Linked DNA regions of Mus musculus: regions 1 and 3 are each linked to region 2. The links are chromatin contacts, called in public Hi-C and promoter capture Hi-C maps. All regions are on one chromosome and are shown on one strand. Each heading gives the region's core, a stretch centred on a gene start, on an enhancer-like site or on the middle of the called end of the contact. The rest is flanking DNA. Distances are from core to core; before and after follow the strand shown.

Evidence for each region. Promoter capture Hi-C pulls out the DNA fragments that hold promoters and counts their contacts. Hi-C and Micro-C count contacts between places; a contact is called where the count stands out from the background.
Region 1: a contact with region 2 is called in a Hi-C map of CD8 T cells, with 4 times the contacts expected there. The contact joins the promoter of Kcnc1 here to the promoter of Nomo1 in region 2. A contact is called at or near these places in 2 of 484 Hi-C or Micro-C datasets (CD8 T cells and embryonic stem cells) and 1 of 115 datasets of contacts at active chromatin or transcription factors (memory CD8 T cells).
Region 3: a promoter capture Hi-C map of hippocampal neurons shows a contact between it and region 2, with 4 times the contacts expected there. The contact joins the promoter of Sult2b1 here to the promoter of Nomo1 in region 2. A contact is called at or near these places in 9 of 39 promoter capture datasets (the C10 cell line, HPC-7-derived erythroid cells, cranial neural crest and 6 more), 2 of 15 datasets of contacts at CTCF or cohesin (large pre-B cells and pro-B cells), 4 of 484 Hi-C or Micro-C datasets (the AML12 cell line, CD4 T cells, the G1E-ER4 cell line and 1 more), 14 of 115 datasets of contacts at active chromatin or transcription factors (the SCID.adh cell line, bone marrow-derived macrophages, double positive thymocytes and 10 more) and 4 of 9 other capture datasets (adipose tissue, liver, macrophages and 1 more).

The regions. Positions count from the first base shown.
Region 1 is chr7:46,395,188-46,397,892 of GRCm38.p6, reverse strand. Kcnc1 (potassium voltage gated channel, Shaw-related subfamily, member 1) reads right to left here and starts at 1,425. Exons shown (of 4, transcript NM_001112739.2): 1 at 1-1,425. The coding sequence starts at 215.
Region 2 is chr7:46,032,446-46,035,145 of GRCm38.p6, reverse strand. Nomo1 (nodal modulator 1) reads right to left here and starts at 1,450. Exons shown (of 31, transcript NM_153057.4): 1 at 1,174-1,450. The coding sequence starts at 1,314.
Region 3 is chr7:45,741,224-45,744,044 of GRCm38.p6, reverse strand. Sult2b1 (sulfotransferase family, cytosolic, 2B, member 1) reads left to right here and starts at 1,567. Exons shown (of 6, transcript NM_001360784.1): 1 at 1,567-1,991. The coding sequence starts at 1,685. It overlaps Gm31597 (a long non-coding RNA gene), which reads right to left and starts at 2,083. Exons shown (of 3, transcript XR_391433.4): 1 at 1,914-2,083.

The sequences.
Region 1 (2,705 bases), core at 176-2,675, 360 kb before region 2:
CGGTAATAGTTCAGGATGTGAGCGAAGACGCCCGGGTGGCGGTCGAAGAAGAACTCGTCGGCACGCGGGTCATAGTCGAAGTGGCTGTGGGCGTCCGGCTCTGCCAGCCAGGCAAGCCGCGTGCCGGGCAGCGTGCGCAGCGTCGAGCGGTACGTCTGGTGGCGCGTGCCGCCCACGTTGATCACGATGCGCTCGCTCTCGTCCCCTTGGCCCATCGCGGCGCCCCCTTAGGCATGGCGCGGCCCAGCGACACCCATGGGAGCTGCCGCCAGGGGGAGTTGGCGACGGGGAGGGGGGCGCAGGGCCTCTTCCCCCCTCCCCCCAGCCGTCGGGGGGCACAGAGGACCGCGGCTCTGGCCACCCACCCCAACCAACGAGCCAAGCTCCCTCAGGGGGAGCTGTCAGGCAGGTGCGGGTCCAGGGGTGTGTGCACGGGCTCCCTAGGGTCTTTAAGGCGCCTAGTGTGAGAGGGAGCTGGCCTGGCTGCGGAGGAGGCAGTGGAAGAGAGGAGGGAGGTAAAGAGGGAGGGAGGAAGGGAGTGGGGCGGCGCTCAGCGGCGAGGCCCGGGAGGAGGGGAGAGAGGATGGGGGGGCCGGGCTCCCGGTATCATCTCAGCGGGAAAATGGAGAAACCGACACAAAGCTTTTTAGGGGAAGGTCAGCTGCTCCGTTTCGGGGGCCGGACCGATAGACCAGCCCCAGCTGGGAAAGAGGGGGTTACGAGAAATCCGCGCTTGGCTCTGCGGTGGTCGCTGCAGCGCGCTCCCGGTGCGGTGGGGACGGATGCGGCTTGCTCTCCTCCCTGCGTGACCGGTCCCCTTCGGCTCTCCTTGCCTATCTGCCTACTCCCCTCGGTGGCGGGTGAAGCTGCCTGACCTCCCTCCTCGTTCCTTCTCCCCGCCTCCCGGAGGGGATGGCGGGTCCCCTGGGTAGGGGCACCAGGGTGCTGCCCCGCGGGGCGGCCGCTGAGCGCAGCACCTTGTGCGCTCGGGCTGGGTCAGGGGTTCCGCTGGGCTGCGTTGGGACTCAGGCTTCCGCGGCGGTGCTGAAGGGACAGCTCCCGGACGGCTGCGGAGCTGCGCTGGGCCGAGCGAAGGTTCTCCCGGCCGGGTTTGCTTGGCGGGGCCGGCGGGCACTGGCTCCGGTGTCTCTGCGCCCCGCACTCCGCTCTCTGCTCTAGGAGGGCGGGTGGCGCTGGCAGCCGAGGCGAGGGGCGCTGCCGAGGTCGGGCCCGGTAGGCGGGGGTGGCAGGTCCGGGCGCGGCGCAGCGAGACTGGCGAGGCCAGGGAGGCGAGGCGCGGAGCGGCCACCGCCGCCACCGCCGCCGCCGCGCCGCTGCTGCCTCCGGGCTGCTGCTCCGCTGCCTGCTCGCTTGCTCGTTCGCGCGGTCCGCGTCCAGCCCGCGGCTCTCCGGACACGGGCACACGGCGCGCGCAGCCGCACTCGCCCCCGGAGGGAGGCGCCGCGCTGGGTCCTAAAAAGCCCTGATTCTGCGCCCCCCTCCGAGGCCGGCACCGAACCCCGCCTCCCTCAACCCTGGCGCTGGGGGCGCCCGCCCTTCGTTGCCTCTTGCTCGGTGGGGACCCGCCGACGCTCCGCCCTAGGGGAGCTCCACTTGTTGGGCGGAGGCTCCCAGCGACGTCTGGGCCCGCGCCCCCGTCACACCGAGGTGAGAAGGGCGGCGGCCAGCTCCTCTTCTAACCCAGGAGCCATCTGATACCCTGAGCAGACAAGCCATTCCTTGACCAGGACGAGACTGACCTCTTAAGGAATCTTTTAATACCGACCCTTCCCGGGGAAGCCTGAAGGCCCAATGATTCTTTCAGAGATAACTTCTTACAGGGACTGTAAAATAATACCTTTTTCACCATCCCTCTGTCCTAACTCACCATTAATGATCAATCCCGAGCCCCTCTTGATCCCTTTGGCCCCTTTCAGGCCTTGAACCCTTCCTGATTCTAGGGTGGCTTAGTCACAACCATGACAGACAGACCTCAGTTTACCCAGAAAACTGAACTACCTTATGAAAACATGCACAAAGACTGCTCAGCCCCTTGAATACTGGCGGCCTCGCTCCCCTTCAGGCACTCTGGGTGGTGAGCCATGCATGTCCAGGGCTGTGGTCCCTACATACTGGAAGTTAATGCTGGGGACAGAGATCGTATTTCTAACTTCAAAGTCCTTCTGGCCCACGCTTGCCACTCACCCCTAGGTTTATTTAATCAACAGTCATTAGCTCTCATTCCGTACTTGCTCCAGATTCTCTACCAAGTACAAAAATCACACGGGACAAGTCAGACCCAGCTCTCAACCTCCAGGGACTCCCAGCTTTTTAAAGAAGTGAGCAGGTGGGATTGAGAGGGACTGGAAGGTCAGGCCCAGCTCCAGAGGCCACTGGGCTATGAAAGATGCTTATTGATTCCTGTCCACTACAATCGAACAGGCTGCCCCGGCACAGGGGATTTAATTAAGAAGCGAGAGACTCTTACCTGTTGGCTAACAGTGCAGATAGCTGTCTGTCTATACTGACCCCCAGGCACTGTTGCGAGCCTAGGGACAAACCTGTGACCTATCTCCCCACCTGATCGTGGGAATCACAGCACTAATTAAAACAGATCTTCATGTCACAGGGGGAAAGTGCGGGGAGGTAGAGAGGGGGTGAGAGGCGGGAGGCAGAGAGGCAGAGTTATCAGAAAGGGGCAGAGA
Region 2 (2,700 bases), core at 201-2,700:
AACCTACTCTCTGCTCTCGTAATCCCTGTTAGTGCTTAGGGGTGAGGTGACTGTCCTCTGACACCCCTGACTGTCCTCTCCTTCCTCTCAAAGCTGCAGAAAGCTCAAGCTGAAAAGCCTTCCAGGGCAGCTTCTGAGATGCCCAATGCTACAAAGCCAGTAGGTGGCACGGCCCCTGGTGACATGGAACCAGGACATACTCCTGTAATCCAGCACTGTGGGAAACAGAGGCAAGAGTGTCCAGAGTTCAAAGCCAGCCTTGGGTATATTGTAAATCTAAGGCCATACTGTGTCTCAAAAAATTGGAAAATCAATTATAAATCAACCAACGAGGTAGAGGGACTCTACAGAGAAAGCCTGGAAGATGACAGTTGATTCTCCGCGTCGGGAAATCTTACACCACCTCTAACCCCACCTAGAAGAAAGGTAGTTTGAAGAAAGGCTACGCCCACAGGAATTCAGGGTGGGAACGGCTTCTCACCTTTTCCCCCCGGCCCCACTGGGTCAGCTCAAAGGGCTCTCGGGTGCCCTTCTCTTTGGCACCTCCACATTTCTCCTCCTTGGGCACCAGTCTTTACCTCTTCCCATCTCCCTCCTTTCTCTGGCAGCACTACCAGCCCTCCTGGGAAAACCTAGCCTAGCTCTCTCTCCAATCCCCTGTGTCTACTTCTACCCCACCCCCTCTTCTCACAGGCTTTCTGGGTCAGAATCCCACCGGGTTGATAACCACTTCACATTAACTTTCGACTCAGTCAAAAATAACTCCACAAATCTCTAGTGTAATTCCAGCAACTATGCAAGGTGGCTGGCAACTTTAAAAAGGAGAGGTGGGGAAGGTAGGGCAGCTTCGCAGCCCCAGAGGTTGTTACACTGTTCCATGTCAGGACTTAGCAATGGGAATCGATCATCTTTAAATTCATCCCAGGGAGGATGGAGGAGCGGTAAGTCCGAGCCTTGGGGTCTTTAGTACGGAGAGTGACACGTGTGGTTTCCAAGTTCTGCAATATGGGTTGGGCAGATTAGAGTTTCGGAGGTCCTGGTATGGGGGAGCCGGGGTCGGGCAGACCCTCTCGGCCTTCCCGCTCCTCGGCGCGGCTGAGGAAGAGTGCAGAGCAGCCGAGAGCCTGGCCAAGGGTCATCCAGCCCACCCGGCTACGCGCGGCCGGGGCTCACCTCGATGAGCGAGTAGTTGATCTCCACGTCCGACTTCACGAAACCCCCGCAGCCTACCACGATGTCCTCGGAGCCGATCGCGCGCCCCGCGCCGCTCAGTAGCAGCAGCAGCAGCGCCGCGGCACACCGGCCCGCACGCATGGCCCGGCCTCCGCGTGCCTACCCTCCGCAACCCGCCCGGTCCCGCCCCTCACACCGCACGCAGCCGGCTCCTTCCTTCTCCTCGCTGGGCTGACAAGCCCAGGACCCGCCCCGGAGCTGCTCTGCGCAGGCGCGCCGCGGCCCTGCGCCCACGCCCCCAAGAAAGACCGACGCGACACGCGATCCGCCCGGAATGATGGCCGCTTGCGCCTCTGGCGTCCTGGAGGACTCTGCGCAGCCTCTGGAAGGAACAGCCCAGACAGGCTTCCACTTCAGAGTCATCGTCACGGCTAAGAGCTTTTTTGTTGATTAATGTATTCAACAAAGCCCAAGTCTTTTTGACTCACATATTTCACGCCAGATGTAATTTCAAAAAGCCCTTTAGAAATGTGTTATTTAGTTCTTTTTCCCACGACGCCATCTCTTACCAGTGCTTGACTGTATATTAAAATTTTGTTTTAGCCAAACAAGTCTAAGGCTTGCCTGAACCACAGGGCACATTCAAAACCAACCTGGGCAACTTTAGCCCTGCTTGGGTTACATAGAGAGTACTAGGGTAACCAGAGAGTAAGGGTGGGGGGTTGGGGGGTGTCTTGGGTTGACGGCAGTCAGTAAAGTGTCTCACAATGATAAGGATCTGAGTTTGACCCCCAGAACCATGCTAACACCAGCAACCTCAGCACTGGGGAGGTGGAGACTGGAGGACCCCCGGGGCTCACTGTCTAGTCTAAGGGGAGAACAGTAAGAAGCTCAGTCTCCGAGGATGTGGGTCACCTTCCTACCTGACAGTGATACTCCAGGCGTCCTCTGATGGATGTGCTGGGGCAGAAGGTTTATTATAGACATCTGGGAGAGCACAGCCAGAGGCGGGAACATCTGGGAGAGTCCAGAGTGAACGTGACCCTGAGCCATGAGAAGAGACAGGGAGGGGAAGGGAGAGTGGAGAGAGGGGAACCAAGTGCAGCAGCCAGGAGGCACAGAGGTGTAGCCCTGGAGAGTTCAGGGCAGGGGATGGGGGATGTCAGCCATGGTGGCCCTGTAAGAGTTAGGAGCTGAGTGTTGCTGATAGAACCTGGGGGCCAGGTCCGCTTTAATATGTTAAATAGGCACCTCAGCGGTGTGTCCCAGGTTTGACACCTCACACTGCTTCCATGATGGACGATAGAATTTGAGGTAATCTGGAATCTGTGTTCCTGGGCCATGGCTCAAAATGGCTCCAGAATAAACTATCTATTATTCCCCTTAAGATGAGAGCTCTGGTTTTGTGTTGACACACCCACACATGTGCACATAAAGAAATCTGTGCATCTGGCTTCTTTATTACCAATGATGTATTTCTGTTGACATGGTTTTCCATTACAAATGATGCTGTACTTGGCTTTGAGA
Region 3 (2,821 bases), core at 318-2,817, 290 kb after region 2:
AGTTCTAGGCAGAGGCTCTACCACTGAGCCACGTCGCCTGCCCCTCATTGGGTGTACAGGCTGGTTTTGTGTCAACTTGACACAGGCTGGAGTTATCACAGAAAAAGGAGCTTCAGTTGAGGAAATGCCTCCATGAGATCATGAGATCCAACGGTAAGACATTTTCTCAATTAGTGATCAAGGGGGGGGGGGCTGTGGGTGGTGCCATCTCTGGGCTGGTAGTCTTGGATTCTATAAGAAAGCAAGCTAAGCAAGCCAGGGGAAGCAAGCCAGTAAGTAATATCCCTCCATGGCCTCTGCATCAGCTCCTGCTCCCTGACCTGCTTGAGTTCCAGTCCTGACTTCCTTTAGTGATGAACAGCAATGTAGAAGTGTAAGCTGGAATGGGGATTCTAGGTAGGGGCTCTACCACTACAAACTTTCTTCTTTCTTTCTTTCTTTCTTCTTTTTTTTTTTTTTCGTTTTTCAAGACAGGGTTTCTCAGCCGGGCGTGGTGGCGCACGCCTTTAATCCCAGCACTCGGGAAGCAGAGGCAAGCAGATTTCTGAGTTCGAGGCCAGCCTGGTCTACAGAGTGAGTTCCAGGACAGCCAGGGCTACACAGAGAAACCCTGTCTTTTTTTTTTTTTTTTTCCGAGATAGGGTTTCTCTGTGTAGCCCTGGCTGTCCTGGAACTCACTCTGTAGACCAGGCTGGCCTTAAACTCAGCGATCTCCCTGACTCTGCCTGGGACTTAAAGTGTGCGCCACCACACCCCAGTGTCTTTTCCTTTTTGAGTCCAAATCTCCCTGTACTTTTGGAGTTGGCCTTTAGTTCTCTGTCCTCCTGTCTCAGCCTTTGGGAATGACCAGCGTGATGTGATCCACTGGTCTCACTCACAGAGGTCCCACCAGTCAGAGGAACGAAGCAGATGCGGCATCCAGAAGCCAGGCTGTTCTTAGGAACTTTTAGTGGGTGCGTTTCTTCAAAACAAAGCAATATGCTGTGGTTTCCTTTTCCCTCAAAACATGAAACCAAGGGTTGTAGCGTGGTGGTCGAGTGATAGCCTAATGTGTCAGCATCAAGGCTCAAGCTCCATCAGTACAAAAAAATCAGTAGATAAAATATGTGTCCCACATGAGCCTGGTGGCCCAAATCTGTCATCCTAGCTACTTAGGAGGCTGACACACAAGAATCAAAAGTTCAAGACCAGCCAGAACAGCTTAGTGAGACTCTGTCTCCAACAAATTAATAGAGGGCTGTGGGCGGGGCTCACAGTGCGGGGGGGGGGGGGATGGGGCGGGGCTCCGTAGTGGACCACTTCTTGCACCATTCTGAAAGGTCTAGGTTCAGTCTTCTCTTTGGAAACTCGGTTTCGTGGCTGCGTAAATGCGTCATGGCTTTGGGACAAACAGCTAGATCGTTTTAGCTTCTCGGTGAGTCATCGTGGGTTCTCACATGGGCTCTGCAGCGTGCAGCGTTGGCGGGGGCACCTGCCACCTTTGGCTTGGGTTCCTCGTTCGGAAAATGGCCTGATGACGTGGTGTCGCCCTCCAGGGTTGGGATGTGGAATAGACATAAGGAGAACACTTAGCTCCACTTTGCAGACATGAAGTACCCTTCCTCCTACCAGAAGCGTAGCTTTGGGCGAGTCACTCCCACCCTCCACGCTCAGCTTTCTACACCCATAGTGTGGGGGCGACAGTATGACATCACGGGACTGCTGTGGTGGAGTTGAAGTGGATCTACTCCTCAGGTGGACACACGGGGCTCAGAGAAAGGACACTCCTCACTGGCGTGTGAATGGAGGGCCCTGCGACTCTTGCCCACCTCCTTGGTCTTCTTTACACGTGCCCTTCCCCTCTTTCAGCTGGAATTTTGGAGGTGAATACTTCAGATACAAAGGTATCCCTTTTCCTGTCGGCATGTACTCACCGGAGAGCCTCAGTCTGGCTGAGAACACTAGCAACGTGCGGGACGACGACATCTTCATTGTCACCTACCCCAAATCAGGTACCGGTAGTGCTAGTCTGGGCTGGGGAGGAAGGGAGGAGAGAAGGGAGGAGGAAGGGGAGGAGCCTGCTTTGCAGAACCCGGCAGCTTGTCCTCTGCTAACAGTACCTTCCTTTGCACTGCGCACTAAGTCCCTGCTCCAGGGAGACTCTGAAGGCCTAGCTAATGTCCCCTCCCCTCTAGGGCTGCCACAGTGTCCCCAATCCTTCCCTGTCTCCCAAGCCTTCACAGCACTGAGTGCCACCAGCCGCGCATGGTTTGCTGGGTAATTTGTTCATTTTTGTTGAGAAAGGTTTTCATGTAGCCCAGGCTGGCCTTGAACCTCAGCTGGTCCTGCTGTCTCAGTGTCTCGGGTTCTGGAATGGCAGGTGTGTGCTGCTGGGCACAGTGTCACTGGGTAAACCTCTGCTTATCCACTGGAAGGTTAATCTGGCTCTCTCTGAGCGCTCTGTCTGCCCTGGCTGTTGCTTGTTCTCGGAACCGCGCGTGTCTGTGGAGGAGGTTCCTCATTTCGTGTGAATTCGCATGCAGACTACTCCACAGTCTTCACAGAGAAGGAAAGCCACTGCGCATTCTGCTTCTCTCTTTGTCGCTGTAATAGACCACCTGACCAAAAGCAACCGAAGGAAGACAGGCCCTGTGTGGCTTACACTTCCAGGCCCCAGCCTTATCACAGAGAAGCAACGCAATCAGGAACAGAAGCAGAAATCACACAGGATCCTGCTGTGACTGCCTGGCTCCTTAGAGCTTGCTCAGCTAACTCTATAAACCCCAGGCCCCTGCCCAGGAGGGGCACTGCCCTGAGTGGGCTAGGACCTTCTCTATCAATT